Linked DNA regions of Zea mays: all the other regions are linked to region 1. A link is a contact called in public Hi-C data. All regions are on one chromosome and are shown on one strand. Each heading gives the region's core, a stretch centred on a gene start, on an enhancer-like site or on the middle of the called end of the contact. The rest is flanking DNA. Distances are from core to core; before and after follow the strand shown. Region 1 holds the start of LOC103646525 (acetyl-coenzyme A synthetase, chloroplastic/glyoxysomal). Region 2 holds the start of LOC100282590. Region 3 holds the start of LOC100274377 (3-beta hydroxysteroid dehydrogenase/isomerase family protein).

What was found. A called contact is a pair of places that touch in the nucleus more often than the background predicts.
Region 2: a contact with region 1 is called in a Hi-C map of ear, with 2.4 times the contacts expected there. The contact joins the promoter of LOC100282590 here to the promoter of LOC103646525 in region 1. A contact is called at or near these places in 4 of 25 Hi-C or Micro-C datasets (bundle sheath, ear, endosperm and 1 more).
Region 3: a Hi-C map of ear shows a contact between it and region 1, with 2.4 times the contacts expected there. The contact joins the promoter of LOC100274377 here to the promoter of LOC103646525 in region 1. A contact is called at or near these places in 3 of 25 Hi-C or Micro-C datasets (bundle sheath, ear and tassel).

The regions. Positions count from the first base shown.
Region 1 is chr2:62,317,908-62,320,830 of Zm-B73-REFERENCE-NAM-5.0, reverse strand. It overlaps LOC103646525 (acetyl-coenzyme A synthetase, chloroplastic/glyoxysomal), which reads left to right and starts at 1,296. Exons shown (of 18, transcript XM_008671255.3): 1 at 1,296-2,072; 2 at 2,415-2,561; 3 at 2,647-2,802; 4 at 2,905-2,923. The coding sequence starts at 1,770.
Region 2 is chr2:62,680,524-62,683,568 of Zm-B73-REFERENCE-NAM-5.0, reverse strand. It overlaps LOC100282590, which reads right to left and starts at 1,336. Exons shown (of 6, transcript NM_001412117.1): 1 at 1,123-1,336; 2 at 822-979; 3 at 618-734.
Region 3 is chr2:62,710,526-62,713,359 of Zm-B73-REFERENCE-NAM-5.0, reverse strand. LOC100274377 (3-beta hydroxysteroid dehydrogenase/isomerase family protein) reads left to right here and starts at 1,408. Exons shown (of 7, transcript NM_001148737.1): 1 at 1,408-1,707; 2 at 1,813-1,906; 3 at 1,997-2,085. The coding sequence starts at 1,580. It overlaps LOC100382237, which reads left to right. Exons shown (of 12, transcript NM_001174991.1): 12 at 1-746. The coding sequence ends at 403.

The DNA of each region.
Region 1 (2,923 bases), core at 47-2,546:
TGGAGGCTGAGTTTTAAGGAACCTAGAACAACATTATAAATGAAGGACCATATACCATAAGAACTATTTTCTTATTATTCTATATATTAGCTAATTAAAATAATTCTATGTATCGTAAAACAACTTGAGTGGTAAAAAATAGAAGTAAAATTATTACATATTGTACAGATCACCTTGTCCTCTAACATTTCTAGACACAAAATCATCAATAATAAATTCAATACTAATATCATCTAACAAAAAAATTTCAATACATAAAATTTGTTAGCCCATTAAACTTTTTTTAGATGTAGACCTTAAAAAGTTAATCAATAATTTTAGTTATTTTAGTTTTAAGAAGTTACTTTCAACAGATGCCATATTTTCTAGTATTGTAAATAATATATGATAATCAACAGTATATTGACTCAAATATTTCTATATCACTAGGGTAAGCCCCTCGAAAGTGGGAGCCCACCGACCGTCTCACTCGACTTTCCATGTTGGAGCCTCTGAAACACGTTGTTCGGTTGGCTTGCTTGATGTGTTGTTTCCTATTGTTTCTAAAGTATATTGAGCCTTAGGATAGCGACAGCAGCAGCCGGAGCGGCTCTAAGCCCAAGCGATTAAAGGTATATTTGGTTGGACGTACAAGAAGGGATATAAGTGGGCGGCCATATTTTCTATAGTGCGTGGTTGGATGAGAGTCACGTGAGAGCGAGGTGAACACCGAATCAATTGTTGGTGGCGGCATGGTCCAAAAAAATCGAGGGGACGATGTCGTCCCCGTATCATCCTAATTTGATCTTAAACCAAACACATCACGTTCTGTTCTGACTTCGGTGGTGTACAAGCCTGCCAGCCAGCTTTGGCCGGTCACAGCCGTAGTTGTGATCTTAAGTAAAAAATAAATCTATACACCGTAAAATAAGAATTTGTGCCGTAAATAAGAATTTGTGTGGATTCAATTTCTTGATAATTTAGAAGTTACTTTCTAGAAACTGTTTGAGAGATTCTTAAGAAGTTCAAAAATTTTGGAACTAAACTTTAGAAACTCTTTAAACATGACGTTGTGTCAAATGGATCAAACAGGGCATTGGTTTGTCGTACCGGCAGGCCGCAGCAGAGAACTGAAGCGGAGTTCTTTTACCATTTCTTACGGCTCACGGGGCCTCGAGACGCGAACACATATAGCCAAATCTAGTGACGACCGGAGCAGGCGCTCGCGACCAAAAACAACCGCCAGGCGGAGCCCGCCCGCCACCGCCACGCCAGGTAGGCGAGTCAAATACCGTCCAAATCCCAGCCACAGACACAGCACAACCCCCGTCCGCCGATCGAGTCCTCGAACCCTCATCGCGCACGTATAAACCGGGGCAACCGGCCAGCCACAGACACAGCACAACCCCCGTCCGCCGATCGAGTCCTCGAACCCTCGTCGCGCACGTATAAACCGGGGCAACCGGGGACGCGGACCTCTTCATCTCCGTTCCCGTCGCCGGCGACGCTGGTCTCTAGGTGTCAGGCCGCGCGAGCCCTAGCATAGCAGCTGTAGTAGTGCTAGACTGCTAGTAGTTTAGCAGGGCGCTCCGCGCGTCAGTTCCACCAGAAACAGAAAGGCAAATTCGGCTTCGCTTTTACGCCCGCTTGATTTGCCTCTTCCACCCTCTTCCACCAGAAGGCGGGCGGCCGAGCGACCAAAAGTCAAAAGGAGGATTGGCCCACGGCCACGGCCGAGAGCGGCAGGCGGGCAGGGTGAGGTGAGGAGAGGCCATCAGGGCCGAGAGACCATGGCACAGCATATATACGCCACCGGCTGCGGCCGCTGCGGGTGCGCCCGCCCCATCATCCGGACACTACTGCCCGCGCTGACCCACCATCTCGCCTCCTCGTCTCTGTTGCGGCGCCGGAAGGCTCCCATGGGCGCCAGCGATCACCTGGGCCTGGCGGCGGTGGCCGCCGCCAAGCCGCGGAATGGCAGGACGTGCATGGCCGTGCTGGGCGAGCCACTGCCGGCTCTTGACGACCCCGGCATCCTCGTCCACCCCAGCGCCGACTTCGCCGCCCAGGCGCTCGTCTCGTCCACGAAACAGGTGATCGTACTACTGCCACGCGCAGCCTTCCGTTTCTATTTGTCCACATTCGTGCGCAAATGGGTGGCGCGCGTTCGGCGGCCTGCGCCTTTGCGCCGCCGAATGTGCGGCTGGTCGTGATTCGTTACTGCGGGCACCGGGTCAGATGATGCAGACAGGACTGGGGATCGGTGGCCCTGTTGGCCTCTGTTGTTGTCCATACGCTTGTGGGATCTCACCTCGTAGGGTCCATAATCTGAATCGAACATTCAGTATCCGTGTGGATTACTTTTCGACTTATCGTGATGGATGGATGTGATTGGTAGTAATTTATTTACATGGTTTTGCAATAATTGTAAACAGTACCGAGATATGTACCAAAAGTCGATCGACGACCCAGCTGGTTTCTGGTCAGAAATCGCAGATGAGTTCTACTGGAAGCAGAAGTGGAGCCCTGATAATGTTTGCGCTGAGAACCTTGACGTGACCAAGGGGCCGATCATGATTGAAGTACGTTATTCCTTAGTTTCAATGACTGTTTCTAATGGTGGAAGGATACAGGATCTGGATGGTTACTGGTGTTTGGCATTTGCAGTGGTTTAAGGGGGGAAAGACCAACATATGCTACAATGCAGTGGACCGCAATGTGGAGGCAGGGAATGGGGACAAGATCGCCATGTACTGGGAGGGGAATGAGCCCAGTCAGGATGGGAAGCTCACCTACTCTGAACTGCTGGAAAAGGTTTGCCAGGTAAACATTCATTCTTTTATGCCAAAAACAGCTGCATGTAGTTTGAACGCAATGTGTGCAGAGCCTGGGCAGTCTAATGTGTTCTGCTGTGCTTTCTGATAGCTGTCAAATTACTTGAAAA
Region 2 (3,045 bases), core at 87-2,586, 360 kb before region 1:
CCGGATCTGAGGAGAATATTCCCTAATTGGAGCGATTTTGTTCTAGTTCCTTTGTAACCAAACAGCAACAAAACTAGAACAGAACGACTCCGTTATACTTGCCTCTTCAACCAAACACTACCTAAAAGAATGTAAGTTTAGGTTTGAACCGGTCTCTACTAAGTTTACAGCAAATAGTATCAACATCTATTACTTCAGATAGATATAATATGAAAATATATTTCATGATGTAACTGACTTTAATAATTTGGAATCATAAAAGTTATATTTTTTATAAACTTTGCTAAATCTGAGATGAATTGATGAAAACAAAGTAGAATGCCGTTCTTCTAGGACGGAAGAAGTACGTTCGATTGACTATTTTTCCACCTAGATTTAATAGCACGGAAATTACATCTTAGGTACCAATCACCATTAATAAAATAAGAAAACTCAAGTTTGACTTGTACAGGTTGTAATATTTGCCTGTTCCCGAACCACAAACTTTTATATGAGAAATCAAACGCCATCAGGGACAGCCTACTCCACCTTGAATTGTACAAACCTACCCTCTTAGCTCTCATAAAAATTGGATACACCGGTTCTAAAATCAGTAGGGGGACAGAGCACACAATAACCTGAAGCGAGAAGGGGTTGCTTCGCATACGACCTGAGCACACAGCAGCTAAATGAACTTCACCGCAGCGGCTGTGGCCAGTGTTCCCACAGAAACTAACCTTCTTCTTGGTGTTTACCTACGCAGCAGCACAACACAAGAGAACGGAACACACATGAGACGAACGGTCAGACAGACAAAAGCACCCAGAGGCACAGAGACGTACAGATGCATCCATCTAAGTTCAGAGAGATGGGAATCGAGCCAGGCGACGCAGCCCCTGCTCTACCCCCATTCCTGAGCCCAACCCCCAAGCGCGCAGCAAGGCAGGAGACCGGCGCAATTTGCGTCAGGTAAAGCGCCGCCGCCCGTTCTTGAAAGGCCCTATCGCAGCAGAACAGAACATCGAATCAACAATCAGCATACGGCGCAAGTCGAGTGAGATTGCAGCTGCAGTTGCGTGTACAACTACATACGCATCTACAGAACACGGGCCAAGGGATGAGAGGAGCGATTCGCACGCTCACCTCACGGCCAATGACCAACCCCGAGCCGCAATCCGGGAATAGCCGAGCAAGTTGAGGCGGAGTGGCAGGAGGACCAGGAGAGGAAGAGAGACGCGTTGCGGGTGCGGTGCGGAGATGGGTGACGGAAATTCGCTGGAAGGTGTGGGCTGCGCCGAATATATCGCGGGCTTGGGGGTGGTGGGCAACGGAGAGAGAGGAAAGGAAGCAATCACCTGATTTTTCTCCGTTTTTTGTTTTAGTTTTCTTAAATGAGATCTGAATGTTTCCTGTGATCTGATTTGATATACCAAATCTAACCAGTCACTAGGCACCTCGATAATGACACTGCTGTTTGTGCTTCACCCTTTTGTGCGGCCGGGGTAGAAATTTCAAATTAATGTAGTCTAAAGAGTGTGGTTGTCTCTTTAAGGCTATGACTATGATCAACAGATGGTATATATGATTGTATAAAACAATATTTTTACTATAGACTACACTATTTATATAGTAGAGATTGAAATACTCTCTCCGTCCAAAAGTCCTCATCGTTTAAGCGTCCCACACTAAGACCAAGGATGCCCCTCCGTCTGCATGGCCGCCGCTGTGAAGTTAATTATCTAGCGTAGTTTTGTATTTTCAATATACGCATATGTACCGTCGCGAAAACCTTCCGTTAAAGTGTCATCTATCATCCGTGAAACTGAAAATATGGGTGTGACATGAACATGCATGCTTCGGATGGAGTTAACAGTAGGGAACAGAGACGTATTTGAAGCAACTGGACAATAAAGACGCATCAAATGAAGCAACGCAAACGAGGAGCCATGAATGTCTGGGATGAGGTGCAAATTGTGGTCCCTAGCTTAAACGATGTGGATTCCTGGAAGAATTTATTTTGCTTAGACGATGAGGACTTTTGGACAGAGGGAGTAGAAGATAAGATGAGTACGCTGCTGGAGATGGACTAAGGTGTTTGGTTCCTCATAGATTTTGCCATTTTGGAAAGTAAGTTAGTGCATAGATCCACTACAAATTTGTTTATCACCTCGTAGTGAGATTGAGATTCCGAGCACAAAATCCAATGCAAAATTCATGACCTAGAATGAGATTTTAAAATGAGCCATGAATCAAGTATGGTCTAATTATTAGCCTATAACTACTCTTTATGTTGGGACTTATGGCCCCAGTAGCCAAGAGTAGTGTGGTGTAGGTTTTGATGCCCTTAGCGAGGCAGGGGTGCAGAAGGGATCTCTCACTTGGTCCCAAGGTTTTTCCGAGGTCAATGGGTGACATCATGGTTGTAGATGGCGCCCTTGGCATTGCAAGGGTCCTAGGTGCATTTTTCCACGGTTCCCTTAGGACCCATTACTCCTATGGAATATATGAAGCACACTGTTGGGGGCCTTCGTCTTCCAAAGGTCCTCAAAAACATGACTAACATATTTTCCAAGTGTAATATATGTACAGGAACCTTCGGACATGGGATAAAGCTATACATGAGATGAAGGGCGCGGTTCAGGAGAAGGATGAACCAATGCCGAAGCTACCCGTGGAAAAGCTTTGGCTCAGCAGTGGAAAATGGAACCGACTTAAAAGGGAAAATGTTGTCTAGTCCTCGATAGATTATCCCTAGGTCAATAGTAAATGTCAAGGGCATGATTGTAATTTCACACAGGTTGCGTCATGTGCCTATAAATAGATGAACAGTGACATCGCACTGTTCACGCTGACTTGTATTCACTCGTGTGTCACGCTTGGACTTTTGTCTTCTGTCAAGCCGAAGGTACAAATGTAATTCAATATTTGTTTGTTTATTCATGATGTTATAGAAAAGATATATTAATAATGTCATATGATTACTCATGGCATTTCTCATGTCTCATATGCTTCTTCTTTTAATATATACTGCGATGATGAAGGTACGCCCTTCATAACCTTCATCTG
Region 3 (2,834 bases), core at 159-2,658, 390 kb before region 1:
AGCCAGATCAGCACCTTCTAGTCCAATGCTACACATTTGCAACTATGAGCTTGGCATCATACTCATTGCTCTGCCACCAGGCATGTCAAAGCATGCAAGTGAAAGTAGGCACAGGATCGAGGACATCGCCCTGCCCTTTGTTGTCCCTCCACCGCGATATAAGGGGAGTGATAAGCCAGCCACTCGGCTAGCCATGCGAGAGGCTGTGGCTGAGGCTTGTGTTCTGCAGGGTAACGATGTTGTAGATTTGCCAGATGATACTGACGAAGATGTGCCAGATGAAGACGATGAGCAGGTGGTTGAGCTATCTGATTGTTCTCAACAAGAGAAGGAAGAAGAGAAGATTTACGCAGAGACGTTATGGGGGCAGGTAGATTCTTCACAGAGCCTGGAAAAGGATTAAGTGAAGCTGGCGTCCAGTTCTTGGTGTAGTCCTATGGATCTATTTCGCCCTGATAGTTCAATGGAGAGGGATTATAAAAGAGAGTACAGTACCCAAGGTTGATATGACAGTCATTTTTGAAAAGGTGTTGGAAGCTTCGGATTCGCATATTACAAGCGAACTGAACTTTGTGAAGGACTGTTGTATTGTCTGTCGACCAGGAAGAGAGGCGGCCAGAGCCACGATTCTTCGTTGCCCCATTTTTAATGTTTACATTTATGTTGTGTAGATATCATGTAATGTTTACATGCATTCTATTTTTTAAGAATCTATTCTTGCATTGAAAAATATGGTTTGCTCATTCAACTAATGAGAGAATGTATACATGATCTGCTGAGTGAATAACATACTGAAACTGTAGATGTCTGATATTCATTTTGCGTCCTACTCCGTCCGTTCCAAAATAGTAGTCGTTTTAACTCTTAATTTTTACGTCGATATTCAAATAGATGAAGATGAACTTATACACATATAACGAATGGAGTTCATTCTCCTACCTCTATTGCTTTATATATATGCACATTCTGACCTTTTGAGTTATAAACGTATAATTACTTTATTTACAATTACATATTTTGTCCAGTCCCATTCGTTGCAATTAAACAGCATCCAAACCTCCTGGCCGTCCAATCAGATCGGGACCAGATGTCATATTTTTCTGTGGCTCGCTGTTTATGCCGTGTTTGGAACATAGAAATACAAAAGAGGAAATGAATAGAACATAAGAAAGAGACAGAAGTAACAGTGTTAAAAACTTAAAATAGAGGAATAAAAAACATAGAACATTGGTTCATCAAAAACGTAAGGAAACTTGATGAGAAGGCTCCGTTCCAAACAATACGGGGTTCCTTCGGAAATCCTGTGATCCAAACGGCCCTACTTGTTCCCGAGCAGAAATCCACACGAAAACAACTGAGCGACGTGGCAGCGGCTAGCGGGACGCCTCACTCCAGTCGTCCGGTTCTGTTCCAGCAGCCCCACACCCCACGCCACCGGACCGGAAACGCGAAGCAGCCCCACACTGCCCACGCGGACACGCTCTGCACCACCACCTGCCGGCCGTTCCCGGCTCGCCGCTGCCGTTGCGCCCTCGCGCTCACACCTCCGCCAGCCCAGGTCCATCGAGCGGAGAAACCCATGGCCCCCTCGCCGATCCTCGTCCGGCCGCCGGCGCTGGCGAATTCACCCCTTCCGCCTCCCCGATGCGTGGCCGCGGTAGCAGCGGCGCCGGCGGTTCGGACGGCTCCAGCGGCCCCATTCTCTAGGTTATCTTATGGGCCCCCTGGCCCCTGCTGACCCTTCTCACCTGGCGCATGCGTTCCTCTTTTCTGCAAAATTTCGTGGTGACATGGTTTCTCTTGATCGCGCAGGCTCCGTACCAAGTGTAGGTTCGCCGCATCGGATGTGAGAGAAGACTACTCTTCCACTCCGATAGATATTGTCGCTGATGTTAAGACGGAGAAGGCAAGCAGCCGAAGTTCTCTAGCTCAGTTTATGTTAGATTATTTAAGACGATTTCACCCACCACTCTGAACTGTTTCTCGACGGTTGCAGATTGTGGTGTTAGGAGGAAGTGGATTCGTTGGTTCTGCGATTTGCAGAGCTGCTGTATCCAAAGGCATTGAGGTTGTGAGCTTCAGCAGGTACTTCTTTTGCTCTTCTATGTGAAGAACATTTCTGTGCTGTATACCCTGTAGAAGCAAATAGGTGATATATAAATCAACTCACTATGAAGCAGTTGCAACTTTTACCATTTTCAGCATATTTTAAGCAATTTTTAGTTTAGGTTCTTCATCTATTGACTAGCCAGTTGCCCGTGCTTTGCTACGTTTATTATATACTCCCCCCGTCCCATAATATAAGGCATAACCACATTTATTCTTGTCCAACAATATAAGACGTACTCTCTCTATGTATACGTACATCAATGCAGTGGTATAGAGAGAATTAAATATATTTCTTGGTCTTTGAACTAGAGGTGGTTACACTTTATATATTGGGACGGAGGGATTATCATATAAATAGGTATTGAGATATTATTCAAATATAACTATTGTTTATTTTTAAACACTAAGGTACGTGTGGTCTGGTGGTTAGCCCTAAATTTCTGGAGAAGGGGGCGTGGATTCGAGTGCTCGCTCTGCACTATTTTTTGCGCGGTGTTGTGGGTGGGCCTAGAGTGTCAGCGCGGAGTGTGAAGCCGTGGTATCACCTGGTGCCCACATTAGGTTTTTAATAGAATAGTATATATTTCTTTAGATGCCCCTTAATTTTACTAAATTGGTTCAATATTTCTGTTTGGTAATGAAAAATGAGAGGTGGATACAGTTCTCTGGGTATCAAACCTGCATTATGTACAAATTTACACATTCTACGTAATTGTGTGTTGATG